Linked DNA regions of Gossypium hirsutum: region 1 is linked to region 2. The links are chromatin contacts, called in public Hi-C maps. All regions are on one chromosome and are shown on one strand. Each heading gives the region's core, a stretch centred on a gene start, on an enhancer-like site or on the middle of the called end of the contact. The rest is flanking DNA. Distances are from core to core; before and after follow the strand shown. Region 1 holds the start of LOC107926094 (protein KINESIN LIGHT CHAIN-RELATED 2). Region 2 has its middle 23 kb from the start of LOC107925967.

Region 1 (3,465 bases), core at 758-3,257, 37 kb after region 2:
GGGTGATTGATTGTTTTCTATAGTTACTGTTTAGTGTTACTTGTAGCAACATTTTGCTTTCGAAATTTTACTTAATAAAAGATTCAATCATTTATTAATACAAATTTGTTATTAGTTTTCAATTCAAAATTAAAATGATCTTATAATTTATGCAGTGATTTTCGTACTCCAAATTATTATTTATGACTAAAACTTAATTTTTATTTTCCACAAATAAATTAGGGGCAAATTACCAAAAAAAACCCTTTTTTTCAAATTTTACCGAAATGGGCCCTTTATGTAATTATTTACCGGAATGGTCCGTTTTCTGCGAAATCGCGTCCACGTCAGCGCGATGTCAGGGTACGCGCCAGGAAATCGCGTCCACATAAGCGCAATTTACTGACGTGGACACAAATCGTGCCCCTTAGGACGTGATTTGCTGACATGGCATGAACAGTCTATGTTTTTTAGCTTGGAAAACTTTGAAAGGCCATAACTTTTCGCTCGGTTGTCCGATTGAGACGAATTTTTTTTGATTTCGAATAACTTTTCGGTTTGTTAGCGCGTAGATCTCGAAAAGTTATTCGAAATAAAAAAAAATTCGTCTCAATCGGACAACCGAGAGAAAAGTTATGGCCTTTCAAAGTTTTCCAAGCTAAAAAACAGCACGATTTGAGTCCACGTCAGCAAATCGCGCTTATGTGGACGCGATTTCCTGGCGCGTACATTGACATCGCGCTGACGTGGACGCGATTTCGCGGAAAACCGACCATTCCGGTAAATAATTACATAAAAGGCCCATTTCGGTAAATTTTTTTAAAAAGGGCTTTTTTTTGATAATTTGCCCATAAATTAGTATGATGAGACGCCAATTTGAATTTTATATTAATTATTTAAAAAATATTAACCGTTTTGCTATTAAATAGAAGTTTATGTATTTTTTACAAATTTAAAATTTAGTTTTTTCTTATATTTTTAGTTCTTCGGAAATAATATATATTTATTTTCATATCAGATTAATATAATTGTTTGTGTATACAATATATCAATGTAAAATGATGCTAATTCGATAATATTATTAGTGATTTGTGAAAATCGAATCAAATTAAAATCTCATTACGTAAATTAAAATTTATGTATAATATTATACAATTGATATATAATTTTAATATTTATCCAAAAAAAATTAAATTACAGTGTTGGACAAAACAAAACCATCAATATACTATGTAGTAGTTTAATAAATTGCATGTTGTTTTATATGCCTGTCTTCTTTTAATCGAAAAAAATAAAAAGAATAAAAAATGATAATCTATTTGGAATTGATGTGGGCCATGGAAAATTTTATGGGCCCACCAATAATTGGGCTAAACTAGGACCACCTAAGAGATTAAACCAGCAAGAATGAAGCTGGATGTGGTCCACGTGGAATCCTACGCCACTTTAAACTTGCAATCATCTTCTTCCGCGTGTCTCAGAGAAAACAACCTTCCAGTTAAAAAGCCGTTAAGCGCTCCAGTTTTTCAACCGTCTCACATCCCCAAATATTATTCCCAATAATAAATAAATAAAATTATTAATTCTAAAATTAAGAAATAGTATTTTAAAAAAAATAAAAAACACCTCCCAATTTCTTAATTTTATTTATAAAATTAAAATACTCCCAACCAAATTAAGAAATAATTAATAAAAACAATGCAGAACATTGTTTATTAATAAAATATATTCTTATTTATATTTTAGATAAATATTAATATAAAAAAATATCTAAATAAATATTATTTAAAAAAATAATATGAGTTCATGAGAAACTCAAACATAAAAATGTAAAAAAAAAAAAATGGTGGGAGAAAAGTCACATTCTAAATTGCTTCCAAATTCCACCAGCTTATAACCCTGCACCAATAAATAAATAAATTATTTACAATAATCTCAAATTTAAATATATGTTTCCCCTATTTTACTCCTTTTCCTTTTCATAAAATACCTCATTTCTCCCTCTCTTTTCTAGACTTCAATATATATATAAGGCAACAAACAACGATACAGAAATACGTGACACCGCCCCATTCCTTCATCGTTATCAACGTCTTCTTCTTCTGTATATAACACCCAGAGAACAAAAAATCAGCATTATAAACTTTGGGTTTTTAAAAAAGAAAAAAGAATTTTGGGTTTTCTTCATTAAACAGAACTAAGTAAGGTATTACTCATTTATCGATTATGGTTATTAAGCATTCAATGTTTTTCTTTTAATCTTTCTATAACTGTTTTTGGTTTAAGTAGTCTTATTTTGAAGTTGAGCATTTGAAATTTGTCGTCATTTTTGCTAAATTTAGTAAATAGTAGAGAATAATGGAGTTGTCTTTGACTTGGCTAGCATTTTCCTTTTGGAGATTATGGAAGAATTTGATATAAGTTTGTACTGATTTTTTTTTTCTTTAAAATCAGTTTTGCAATGCCTGGATTAGCTATGGATGCAATGAATGGAGAAACTGGAGTTGAAGAACATGACAATGGATTTCACACACCTTATAAGTACAGTTTTGCTCAAGAGAGGTCTCCAAGAAGTGCACTGAGTCCACGAAGTGATTCCCTTGATTTAGCCATTGATGGTGTGGTGGCAACCTCCATTGAGCAGCTTTATCACAATGTTTATGAGATGCAAAGCTCTGATCAATCTCCATCATTGTCTAGTTACGGTTCGTACGGTGAAGAATCAAGGATCGATTCCGAATTACGCCATCTTGTCGGGGATTTCGGTGTTGTTGAAATAACAAAAGAGGTGGTGGTAGCAGAGAAGAAAGAAGAAGACAGTGTTGGTGACTTGAACCTTAAGAAAGAAAATGAGGTTACTGATGAAATGCCTAAGAAGAAAAACAACGACAAGAACCAAACTCAAGGTGCTAAGCATCGTCATCGCTTGCAATTGGATTCCGAAGCATCGGTGAAATCAAGTCCGAAGAGCAAATCATCTCAAGAGAAAACTCCTGTTGAAATGAGGCATGAGAAGAATGCAAGGAAGCAAAGGAATTTTGGTGCAAAGTTTAACAATGGAACAGGAGATTCTCTAGAGGCAGGGCTAGAGAATCCTGAACTTGGTCCGTTTTTGCTCAAACAGACGAGGAATATGATTTCTTCAGGTGAAAATCCTCGGAAAGCACTTGAATTGGCAATTCGAGCAACAAAATCATTCGAGAAATGTGCAGATGGAAAACCGAGTCTAGAGCTTGTAATGTCTTTGCATGTTCTGGCAGCATTGCATTGTAGCTTAGGCCAATACGATGAGGCCATTCCAGTTCTTGAACGCTCAATCGAAATCCCAGTGATCGAGGATGGCCAAACTCATGCACTTGCTAAATTCGCTGGATGCATGCAACTGGGTGATACTTATGTAATGTTGGGTCAAATTGAGAATTCGATTTTGTGTTATACAGCAGGTTTGGAGATTCAAAGACAAGTTTTGGGAGAAACTGATCCTCG
Region 2 (3,598 bases), core at 660-3,159:
TTATTTAAATAAGAAACCACCTCACGAATTCAAATAAAGATGTTTTATATTTTTTGAAAAGGAGGGAAAAAAATAAAACAAATATATTTTATGTAAAATATTTAAATCTTAATTAATTAATTTAAATTAATTTATAATTATATTTAGATGTTAATTGAGTAATATGATAGGAAAAAAAATATTCTCGTGAAGTTTTTAAAATTTATGGTTTTATATAGATTATAAATTCTAGATAATATTTTTATTTAAATTTATACATTTTAAATTAAAATAATATATAAAAAATTTCAAAATTGTGAAATGGATTTTTAGATAAACCTTTGGAAGGGCTGAATAGGCCTTCATGGGTTGGGCCACAAACGAGACTTATTGTCTACTGTAATTGGGCTGATTCGGCATGAGTTAATAAAAGTTATTTAAATTTAACTATAAAAGCATATAAATTGTTATAAAATAATAATAATAATAATAATAATAATAATAATAATAGATGAGAATAAAGATAAATTTTAATTGCATTTTTCTTTTTTTCATCATCATTACAAGTAGTATACTCCTACATAGGGAGATTAGACTATTCATTTTTTAACACATAAATAGAAAAGGGGTTACAATAAAATGAAATGTGAAGAGCTATGGAGGATAAAAGTTGAAAGGTTGATTATAATGAATATCTACTTAATAACATTCATAACACCCCCTTGGATGTTTATTGCATAAAAAATATGCCTCATTAAAAAACCTGATTAGGAAAAACCCTGTGCGACAAAAATTGAGTAAAGGAAAGAAGAGTACATAATTCTTTAATACACAGTATGTCACAACTTTAAAAGAAAAATGTAGTGCGAATTTATTCCCTCTCATGTAAGCATCACTTAAGATCTTTGAAACGATGCAATGCAATGCTGAAAATTAACTTTTCAAATCTAGCGGTAGGGAGTGCGTAATTGAATTCTCAATTATTCTTTGCACTGGGTGAGGGGTGTTACTACAATGCATATTTTGCTCCCCTTATTTGAACATCATTTTATAACTCAATATTGAGTCATTCAAAATTATTTATCAATAGTAAATCATCAACATATACAACAAATTTTGTTGATGCGTATCAATATAACAATAAAATTCAATTGCATTTTCATGCTTCAAATGTCGCCAACAACTTTATAAAGCATGATGTATTGTATCATTCACTATTATCAATACAATGAGTGCATTGGGTACATAAAGAAATGGTACTTCAAGACCATCGTTTTATAACATTATTGTTTAACCATTTGTATTGATTTTCAATATCTCCAATCTACATGAAAAATTAGCTTGATTAATTTTGATTATATAAACACTATTGAATACTCAATAACAGTTCTATATAATATCATTGTGTAACAATTTATCCTTATTGAACACCGGATCTTCATGTCGAGACAAAATTTCACTTTTAGAAATACTTTCATTATAAAGTTTATCTATCGAATAATTATTGATCTTGGAAATTCTTCAAAAACTCCAATATATTTGATATGTTAATATCAACAATGGTGATAATAACCTATATGTATAAATGCATTAATTAATAAAAATTCCTAAACAAAATCATATTCACATTTAATGGTTTTCTCATGAAAGTCAAATTTTATACTTCAAGCATTAATATTATCAAATAATTTATATCAATTGAATATAAATTCATTAGACGTAAATAAATACCTTTATGGCATAATTGCATAAAATACCCTCAATGTTTATAGGTTTTTGGGTTTGAGCCATTAACAATTTTTTATTGATATTGCGATTTTTTCAAAAATTAACTCAATTTTAATAATAAACGTGAGTTGACCGTCAATTAAAACTGCAAGTCAACAATGCAGCTTATGAAGCATGCCACATCAGCAAGATGTCATATATGACATCATATATTTAACTCTTTTTTTTTTTTTCATTTTGTGTCCATTTTGTGTCTTCTTCTCTCTGTCTCTCTTCCTCACTTTTCTGAAACCAGAGACTTTATTCACTCGAAAAAAAAAAATTCTTCTCTCTACTTACAACTCTTGATAATTATCTTCAAACTTTGGAATATAAAAATGGAAGGAGTGGGCTCCTGCTTACTGTTATTTAAAATTTCATGTTTTTGATTCAATTTGGAACTAAACCCATTAACTTTTCTTTAGTAAAAGATAACCTGTTTACCCATTTTTTCATGGAATCAAACATAAGACTTTGAATTTTCAATATATTTTATTGTTAAAAATGGGTTTCTTTTTTCCACTGTAGTTGTTCCACTAATTGTTTTATTCTGCTTGAATATTTTTACTTATTTTATTCTTACATAAACAATGTTTTGGCTTCTGTTCTTTAAAAAAAAAAGTAATAATCATAAAAATGATTGTTGATCGTCATTTTTGCAAGTTGTAGTGTTAGAGGAAGAGCGTCAATAATTAAAATTGAAGTTTGGTTTCTTGATCTTTTTCTTTCTTTCTCTGTTTTTTCTCGAGAAACAAACAGGATTGTGGAAGGTTTAAAACTTGAATTTGGAGGTTAGTATAAAAGGGGACGTGGGATTTGCTGGGATTTTGTTAAAACACTAGAAAGTTTTTTTATTGTATGGATTCGTTTTATTCAATTTGGTTGGTGAGAAAATTGAAGAAAATGGTGGTGTGCATATAAAATATATATATATGCATCTATATTATGTTTTAATGGATTTCATTAGTTTGCATACTCTTTTGGATGTTTGTTATATGTCATTTCATTGACAAAGATATGCTAATTAGAAAAAACTAATAATTCATGGAGGTGTTGAGAAAATCTGGAAAGAGAAAAAAAACTAAAGATGTGTTTGGAAAAAGAGAAAATCCAATAAAGCATTGAGAAAAAAAAGTTTTATTGTAACATCAGTTAGAGGGGAAGAGAGAAACAGAGAAGAAGAAAGATGGAAAAAAAATGAAAAAAAATTGTTTTGATGACATCATTTTTGAAATCGTGCTTATGCGGTATGCTACATATGCTTTTTCGTTCATATGTCATTTGATTGACGGTGAACTCACTTTTATAGTTAAAATTGAGCTAATTTATAAAAAAAATAGTAATATTGAGGGTGTCAATAAAAAAACGGTTAAGGGCTCAAACCCAGAAACCCATAAACGTTGAGGGTATTTTATACAATTATGCTTAATTTTATTTGGTTTTTGCATCCACCACAAATTAATCATTTTTCATAATAAAAACTAAGTGTCTTGTGAATGTTTTTGTTACAATTCAATTCTATCTATTATGACTTGAATTTTTTTTCCGCTATTATGCTAACACCCATTGGCTTTACACCTTTCGGGTGTTTGGACTTCATGCCCAAGATACATTTCATAATTTATAATAGAAGTGTTTATTTATTTTGATAACTTGTTCTCATTTCAATGCTTTCAAGTATATTTTCATTCAAGAATCCTCACTTTTCCATAATATTTCCTTTTGTCAGCTCCATCATATTTGTTTATGACATAACTAATTGAGATATCTCATTATATTCATAATTTCAGGTACCTGAACCTCTTCTGGGGTTTTATCAAAACTTATGTATTGGGTCTTTTCATGAGTACCC

Evidence for each region. Hi-C and Micro-C count contacts between places; a contact is called where the count stands out from the background.
Region 1: a contact with region 2 is called in a Hi-C map of leaf, with 1.8 times the contacts expected there. The contact joins the promoter of LOC107926094 here to the enhancer-like site in region 2. A contact is called at or near these places in 3 of 34 Hi-C or Micro-C datasets (anther, hypocotyl and leaf).

Annotation. Positions count from the first base shown.
Region 1 is chrD04:9,811,549-9,815,013 of Gossypium_hirsutum_v2.1, forward strand. LOC107926094 (protein KINESIN LIGHT CHAIN-RELATED 2) reads left to right here and starts at 2,008. Exons shown (of 3, transcript XM_041091923.1): 1 at 2,008-2,180; 2 at 2,434-3,465. The coding sequence starts at 2,441.
Region 2 is chrD04:9,774,677-9,778,274 of Gossypium_hirsutum_v2.1, forward strand. No RefSeq gene overlaps it. Among protein-coding and RNA genes, the nearest start is that of LOC107925967, 23 kb to the left of the region's middle. Within about 2 kb of position 1,910, at least 3 of the 9 cell types and tissues checked have an H3K27ac peak or open chromatin away from gene starts, as enhancers often do. A contact at or near this core is called in leaf, where this site is marked.